Regions from separate parts of the Zea mays genome. Here region 1 is linked to region 2. The links are chromatin contacts, called in public Hi-C maps. All regions are on one chromosome and are shown on one strand. Each heading gives the region's core, a stretch centred on a gene start, on an enhancer-like site or on the middle of the called end of the contact. The rest is flanking DNA. Distances are from core to core; before and after follow the strand shown. Region 1 has its middle 120 kb from the start of LOC100192848. Region 2 holds the start of LOC100276302.

What was found. A called contact is a pair of places that touch in the nucleus more often than the background predicts.
Region 1: a Hi-C map of tassel shows a contact between it and region 2, with 2.1 times the contacts expected there. The contact joins the enhancer-like site here to the promoter of LOC100276302 in region 2. A contact is called at or near these places in 2 of 25 Hi-C or Micro-C datasets (ear and tassel).

What each region holds. Positions count from the first base shown.
Region 1 is chr5:99,613,765-99,618,050 of Zm-B73-REFERENCE-NAM-5.0, forward strand. No RefSeq gene overlaps it. Among protein-coding and RNA genes, the nearest start is that of LOC100192848, 120 kb to the right of the region's middle. Within about 2 kb of position 1,772, at least 20 of the 20 cell types and tissues checked have an H3K27ac peak or open chromatin away from gene starts, as enhancers often do. A contact at or near this core is called in ear and tassel, where this site is marked.
Region 2 is chr5:99,421,716-99,426,035 of Zm-B73-REFERENCE-NAM-5.0, forward strand. LOC100276302 reads left to right here and starts at 2,831. Exons shown (of 5, transcript NM_001150125.3): 1 at 2,831-2,999; 2 at 3,141-3,193; 3 at 3,737-3,925; 4 at 4,021-4,101; 5 at 4,173-4,320. The coding sequence starts at 2,946. It overlaps LOC100275501, which reads right to left and starts at 2,636. Exons shown (of 2, transcript NR_175981.1): 1 at 1,341-2,636; 2 at 864-1,238.

The DNA of each region.
Region 1 (4,286 bases), core at 522-3,021, 190 kb after region 2:
TTTGGGGAGCGACGCCGGGGATAAAAGTGCAACCACGAGGGTGGAATAGGATGCCCTTAGCTGATTAATTAGAGGAACAAGAGGAGTAGTTGGCTTCATCGTAGGGCCATCAATGGGGTTCGGGCACAGTACTTGCTCTACCGAGGCTGGTTGCAGAGGTTCTTGATTTGGTTTTGTTAGTCACCCTTCCTTTGGGGAGAGGTACTGTGTTTATCAAACCGGAGAAATCTAACGGGCGGCTATGACCTCTAGGAAATCTATGTAAAGGCTACGTAGTGATACAGTGCTAGGCCACCTAGGTAGTGGTCAATGGAGATTGGCTCTTTCCGGGCAGAATGGGAATCATGGCTTGTGGGTAAAGTGTGTGACCTCTGTAGAGTGTTAGAAACTGATATATCAGCCATGCTCACGGTTAAGAGCGGCCTTGGTATCCTCTTTGATTAGAAGAACTTTGGTTACTTTATGTTGATGATTAATGATGATGGTATAATTATGATCTCTGATATTTTCTCTTGGAGGGAGTACATTTGAGTAATAACTTGGTGTATTACTAAAATTTGGCTCTACTAATAGTTATAAATACTTGACCAACTAAAACCAACTGCTTAGCATTAACTCCACATACAACAAGTCCACTTTAGCCAAACGGGACATTTGCTGAGTACGTTGATGTGTACTCACCCTTGCTTTACAAACCACCCCACTCCAGGTTGTCCCCATTGTACTCAGTGCTCAGGAGGAGATGCTGGCAACATGGAGGACTTTGAAGAGTTTCAGGACTACAATGAGTTTTAGTTTATCTTAGTGGCAAACCCCCAGCCAGCTGCCTGTGAAGGCCTTATCTTCTACGTTTCGTATTTCCGCACTTCGATATTAATGTTAATGACTATGTTATAGACTCAGTGGATGTCTTGGACATCTTGTTGTAATAAAGTACTTTTCCGCTATTTACTTTGAGCATTGTGTGATGATGTCCAATTATGTAATCGCTATGTACGTGAGTTTTTTATCCTGACACGTACATGGTTCGCATTCGGGTTACCTTCAAAACCGAGTGTGACACACACCAAACAGAGGAATATACTGCATGATAATATTCTACGCATCGCAACGAGATCGTAGGAACAAAAATTAATCGAAGTCTTTATGTGTTTGGTACACAATTAACCAAGTGAATAATTTTACCCTAGGTTTCATGCTAAAACAGAGTTATCAGGTGATAGATAATGTTAATACAAAATTATTGCAACTGGAATGGATTAAAAAGGAGTTAATGGATTTTCTAGGAATTAAATACGATTCTCGAATTGCTTTTATATAAGGAATTCATTTTGATTATATTTTCATTTAATTAATAATTGATTGGACTGTGGCCATGAATTCCAGAGAGCATAGGGTTTAAACTGTAACTTTCAGGGACCTATTTGTACCGCCATACCCACCGTCTGGACGGCGGGTCGATTAGTTAATTCCCAGGGGCTCTTTAGCAAAGTTGTCGCCGTGAAGGAGTATCATCGCGTTCTGGCCGATGGATCGAAGATGTGCATCCCTGATTAAATCGGTATCCTATGCGAACCGGTAAACACACATGACCCTCGAATCTAAGATCTACGACCACAATTTAATGAAGTACGATGGTAAGCCCCGTCCGTTCGATCCCGATCGGACATGCCACGCTGTTTTTTCCCTTTAACCGTTGTTCCCCATTCGATCTACTCCGTCGGTCCTTTGATCAACGGTCCAGGGCACTTCTAGCTAGTCTAGAGTGTAGATCAGATCCGGACCGTTCATTACTAATCTGATGGATGCAAGCTCGTCTTCAACCCTAACCGAGCAGGGCGACGGCGCCCAACGCAGATTCACCGGCAATCACGACCGAATTGTGCCCAAGCCCCTAAACCCCAAATTAACAGGTATACCACGGTGCTACGTACGTGGCGGATGCGACTAGAGACTCACCTGTGATGGATTTGATGCCCAGAGAGCTGCCCATGGCAAATAGCGGCTTTGCTGCGAGTAGAGCACTCCGGTGAGCAATTGGGTATTCCACGGTCGGTCACCGAGCCTCGAAACCCCACCAATCGGTTCCACCAGTCTTAGTTAGCACCCCTGGCAACCCAATGGTCGTGCTCCGGTGATGCCGAGTAAATAAGGCGGCGGCGGGTCTCTCTTCTCCCTCGGTATCGCTCCCGAGACCTTCTCGCGGTATGGATTGAGGCAAGAGCGGCGAGGTCGGGTTGGCTATATAGGCGGGCGGGTCACGCGGTCATAGTTGGTGAGATGGGCGCAAGCGTGTGCGGATTTCGTGGGGGAGGTTGCGCCGACGCGCCCGGGAAGAGCAGTAGAGCTGCTTGACGTGTGGGCCTGTGCGCCAGTCAGTGGTGATCACGTTCAGGCGACAAGTCCAGCTGACCGCAGGGCCCCGCATGTCGGCGCACGGAAGCCGGCTGGGTCGCAGTAGCGTGGAGGTAACTGGGCCGGCTTGATGAATTCGGCCCACGCGCCTTTTTCCTTTTTAATTTCCCTTTTCTTTTTCCTTTTTGCTTTTCTTTTTATTTTTATTTTTGGATTTCAAATTTAATTGTGAATTTGTACTCATTTTAAATGTACAAATTGAGCACACCAGTATGCGAGGGTTTTATGTATTTGTATATTTATTTCTCTTTTTTGTATAGTATTTTCCTTCTCTTTCTCCAAATTCTAGAATTCCAATTAGGTCTTTAAATCCAAATTGGGCTACTAATGTATTTCTGTTAATATTATTTTTATTGCTATCAAATACACACAAATAAACTTCAACATGATGCATAGATTATTTAAGTGTCATTGGCTAATTACTCTTTTTAAATGTGGTTGTTCACATGAGCTAATAAATAGAGGGCAAAACATATAATGAGATCAACTTATTCCTTATTATTTACAATTTGGGTGTTACATCATGACTGTGAGCATGACTGATATACCAGTTTTACACTCTGCAGAGGATGCACATCTTTACCCACCAATCATGTTACCCATCTGCCACGGGGTTGTACGGGCCCCATACACCTCTACCAAGGAAGTGAGGCAGGGTAACACTATGAGACCTTTACAAAGTTTCACTAGCTTCAGAAAACCCACTACGGTTTCTTAGGAGCGCAATATAGGAATCCCCCGTCTGAAAAGCCATCTCAGCAAAATCAACTCGAGAACCTCCCTATACCGACAACTCCCCTACCGCCCTTGCCCCTTTCGGGTAAGGTAGTCCTCCACTAGCTTTCCTAATTAGTCAGTCAAGGGCGTCCCATACCACTCTTGTGGTAGCACTGTTTTCCCAGGTGGTCGCTCCATGTTCAAATTAACATAATGATCTTGTCATGAACAGTAAATAACTCATTTGTAATAAAAGCATGATCATGAATAATGTGTATCTTAACACCCAAAATCACATAAAGCAATAGTAGGTACTACCCGAAAGTTCAGTGGTAAATATGGTATAAAGATGACCAAACTAGGGTGACCTATTGGGTCCCATCAAAATTAGCCTATGCAAATCATAATGATTAATAGGAACATTATTGCGTAAAGAAAAGTGATCAAGGGCACAACTAAGGATGCACAGGAATGAAATAAATGAGCTAACAAGAAACCAAGCGATGAAAAGTAAAGATCTGCATGGCTTCTAGCGAAGATTCCCAAGTGTTTTGATTGTCCTATCTTAGTAATAGAGATCTCCATATGCATAGTTCTTTCGCGAGGTAAGGATGGTATGCACAAACTAAGTTTATCCGCTTCAAAAATCTTGTTTTAAAACTTGTGAAGTCACCATTTGCTTTCTGCCCCTCTCCCTTCAAAATCTGAGTTTTCCTATGCATACCAGTTCAACTGGGTTCTATGCCGGTTCAATCGGGATTCATCAGGTTCTTCTCTAGAAATTTTAGGATTCAAACATAATTTTAAATTCAGGTTCAACCGAGAATTTACAGAGAGTCCTCTATTGAGTATCGGTTCAACTGGGATTTGTGTAGTCGCCCAGAATCAACCAGATCTGATTTGAGGGAGCTATAAAAACCTTCCTTCCCCACTTATAAACCCTAAGGCTCTCGAACCTATACCCAATGACGACAACTCTCCTTCTTTTCAAAGTGCTTCAACTCCGATCTCGCGCCCCAAGGCCTTCCCCCTTCGATCAGAGGGAAGATTCTTCGGTATGAGTTAAGTTCTCGATTCTAAAGCGCGTTTTTTGTCTCAAGTTCTTTGATTTATCTCTCTTTCTCTAGTTGGTGCAAATTGTTATTACTTGTGAT
Region 2 (4,320 bases), core at 1,581-4,080:
AATGGAAAGTAGAGGGAAGGAAAGGAGTGATTGATTAGTGATTGATTAGTGATTGATTAGTGTTACCATGTTTAGGCTTGCCTAAAATAACAGCAGGCCAATGGCTATATATGCGGCACAGGGAGACAGGAATAAAGGCAGCAAACAAGTTATCTCTTCTCCACCTCTCTCTCTACCAACTAAGCCTACGGCTGTGGGGAATAACCACGCCGGAGAAGACGACGAACCGCGGCTACGACCTTCGTAGCCGAGGGCCCCCTGCTCTAGACGCCCAGGCCCTTGACACACTAGTTGTGTGTCTGCTGGGGAAGGGGGCCAAAATGTTAAATCGATCAAGTGTAGCATAACATGAAAATGCGTATGTTATGTGTCGAGGATTACTGGAGGGATTAAAAGAACCATTGGAGCTCTTGCTAGTGTCTTTATTGATAGATTGTATCTTTTTTTATAAGTAAGGGATCACTGGAAGTAATGAATTGAGATTAACATACTCTCTACAGATAATATCTAAAAGACGAAAGAGAGAAGAAATTTTCAAATGATCAAATTTAATACCTAGGTGACTTATGGGCACAAAACTGCATCTTATGGATGTGAGTGAACGCTGAACAGTATCTGCAACCCCTCTTCCAAGCCCTACGGCCTATGGGCACAAAACTGCATCTTATGGATGTGAGTGAACGCTGAACAGTATCTGCAACCCCTCTTCCAAGCCGCCCACAGAAGAGAATACATACAGATAGAAAGGTCTGGGCTGCGCCTCCCTCAAAATATAGGTAATGTCTATTTCAATTGAAGCTTGAAACTCCTGTGGCTGTGTGGACAGCTTCTTTAGGGTCTGATGGTTCCTGTCTGGGCGAGAAGCTATTAACAACTTACTAATTCCATTTTGGAGGCAACTAAATTCATCCAAATACGATGTCAAGAAAAGCAGCGTAGCCCATCGAAGTACCATTGTGCTTAGCAGGACTAAAATTCCATTTCCAGGATCACTCAAGTAAACCAATTGTCGACTGAAGAATTTGGAATAAAAAAACCCGTTCCTGGTGTTCGAGAGCTCATAGATTGTGGTACAAAAAACATGGTGGGAAGTAGACCACCAACGTAATAATCTTCCTGAAGCACAGGAATAAAGTTGGGCTAAAACTTGAGATAATCCTTGCAAGTTAATAAATAAACTTGTAACGATGCCATCACATGAGAAGCTCTTTCTCAGAAGGGAGGCAGCAAGATAGAACCTAGTGAAAGAAATATACCATACCACTAATCAAACATTTAATAACACCTAAGCCAGTAGCCAGCAGCAAAATGCTAGAAAATTAGATTTCAAAACGACTGACCATGGTGATGAAAAACAAGGCTTGCAGCAGGTTCCTGATTGTACTTTCCAGAACAATTGTCAGCTTTCTTTATTTTCGCCTGTCATCTTATATAGCCGTTCCCATTGGTGTTCTCCAGCACAGCTAGAAGCAAAAGCAGCAGCAAGGCCTGGAAAATCCTCCTCGTAAGGATGCACGTATCGGCGCCGAAATTTCTCATCGCCTATAGCGGCGACAGAAAGGAAACTAGCCTCGTCATTGAACAACCCCTTTGCCCTGAGAAAATTGATCAAGCAATTCCGTGGCAACAACCGACGGTCAATACTATAATTTATCAGCGCTGGCCTTCGTGCGATGTATGGTACCTCCAATCCGACAACCCTGATCAAGAATTCCATGTTTCTTCGAACCCTCTCCTCGGTGAAACCCAATATAGTCGGGTCTCTCTTCACCGCTGATACTATATGGTCCTTTGACCATCCAAGCTTCTCAAACAGCTGAATGCTCTTGGTTATCTTCCCGCTGCCAAGGATTGCAAATGTATAAAGCCCACGGAAGAAAGGTTGAGAGCCCGGCTGGATTCTGAACTCATGAAGGCGAGCCAAAGCTTCCTGCAGGCTCTTAGGGTCCCTGGTGAGCACACGGGACATGAAGCTGTTGGAGATATCAGAAACATTTATACCACACTCTTGAAGGAGCTCCAAGTTGGGCTTGCAGACCTCCTCAATCCTTGTGCTGAGGAGAGCGGCGTTAATTCTGAGCGCCCGAATGAGCTCGTCGAGAGAGCCAAAGACCGAGATCCAAAACTCAAGATTGAGGCGAAGCGAGCTATGGCGGAAGTGGTTCATGCCAACGATGAGAAGGCGGACGATCTCCGGACGTGAAAACCCGAGGTCGGTGAGCTCGGCGACGCGAGCGGTGAGGGATCTCTCCACGTCGGAGCAGAGGACTTTGGGGTCCCTGGTCACGACGTCGGTGATCTCGGCGCTGGACAGGCCGAGGTTGGAGAGGAAGGCGACGACCGCGTCGGCTTTCGAGGGATCCTTCAGATGGGAGACATGCTTCGACGCCTTGAGGGCCTGTGCTTGGGTGAGGCCGCATGTGGCGACGAGGTAGTCCTCGACGGCGAATGGTTTTGTAGCGACGCATTTGGTGGCGGAGAGGAGGCGGTGGGGATAGAAGAGCGGGAAGAAGTGGGGGCAAGGGACGTATGGTGATCCAGGTGCCCGGAGGAGAAGGGAGATCATGCGCTTCCGGAGGTTGTTCATGGCGCCTCGGCTGCGGCTGCGCCGGCGTGAGGGTTACCAGTGTTCCGGCGGGTGGAAAAAGTTGGGTTATCCAGCTAGGTCTCCAGTCTCCTCTCTTCCACTGCGTGTCAAAGGCCGAAGGTTGTTCAGTCGAGCCGCATACAGAATAGGCCCAACAGGCCCAAATCCGCGTGTGTTGAGCCGACAAAATTAGCAAAGCCCAACATATACCCAGCTAGGCTTCGGCCCCCTCTCTGCCTCTGTGTGTCCGCAAACGATTAAAACCCTCCCGGTGGCGGCGGCTGGTACAGCCAGCGGAAGGTCCCGGCGCTCTCATCCGGTGAAAATAAAGAGGGGAAACGGACAGGAGCCGCCTCAAATGGACAGCGGAAGCGATTCCGACGGCGCTCCCGAGGAGCTCACTGCTGTGCAGGTGCGTTAGTCCTCTCCCCTCTAGGACCCGACGCTACGCGAGAGTAGATCACGATGGTCATCCTGTTTCTTCTTCATGCCTCATACTCCGTGCTGAGATATGTAGAAAATACTGAGTGATTTGCCTTGTTATTGTCTTTAGGGTGTTGCGAAGCACGAAGAGACCAGTAAAGTCGAGAAAGACAGTGTTCTCAGGTGTGTTTCTTATGCTTACTTTACAGTTGATTACTGGATGGACATTCTGCCGCAAAAATGTGCTACTTTGATCTGTTCTTTTTTCTGTTTGTCTTCGTTCACTATGCTAGATTCCTTATTCCCTGCTGTAACTCACTTATTCGCTCTCTTTGTTGTAGTAGATGCAAGTGCCGTTACAAATTTTCTTTTGGACCATAACCAAATGACTCTGAGATGCTCAATAATCAGTAAAAACTATCTCCTTGTACATGTTTGTTTGTAATGTTTGTGCCCAAAATGTAGGTCTTTTAACTTCTACACTTTCTTTGTTTTAGATGTTTATATAGTTTTGTGTATGACTCGTGGTGTGGTTCTGTGGCCATCCAGTCCAATGGTATATCTGTTATGGATTTGTGGGTTTAACTCTTTTTTTTGTGTAACTCATGGATTACCAATTTGAATCTTGCTTTCTTGAGGCCATCAGTGTGCTATAACTTGTTTGTTATCTGATTTTTGTATCGCACAGATAATAATGCCATATGGCCATGTGGGATGTCTTTGCAGAGTAACACGGGAAGGAAAGGAACGGAGGAAACGTTGGGCCCAACGAAGAACATCCTCTAAACCAGATAAGAAGGCGCCAAAGGAAGTAGAAGATGAAGATACTAAAAAAAGTGAGGAGCATGAGGAGACAAATACTATGCCTGGCATGCTCCCCACTAGTGTAATTGAAATTCTAGCAGCTCGTGAGAAGTATGAGCACGTCTCTTGCTCTACCAAGTTTTGTTAAAATCTTTGTTTTTAGCTTGGACTTCATGGGTTATTTGGTCTTCATCTCACATTATCAGGCAAACCTTCGCATCAGATTCCGAGGAAGAAAATGTAAAGCAGAAGGTCCAGAGGAGAAAGAAGAGAATGAAAACTGATGGGTATGTTTAATGTTCCTGTCATCAAATATAAAGTCCTGAAATTATACTTATGCCAGTTGTTGGTCGGTCAGGCCTGAAACTATTCTGCTGAAAGATGTCCGTTCAACGCAACACGTGAAGAATGCCCTTGATTTCTTGGAGCATAGGAAAAATCGTGTCCCAAGGTCAAATGCAGTTTTGAAGAATGCCAGTAAGGCTTTGCGTCTCCTGTCTTCGAAA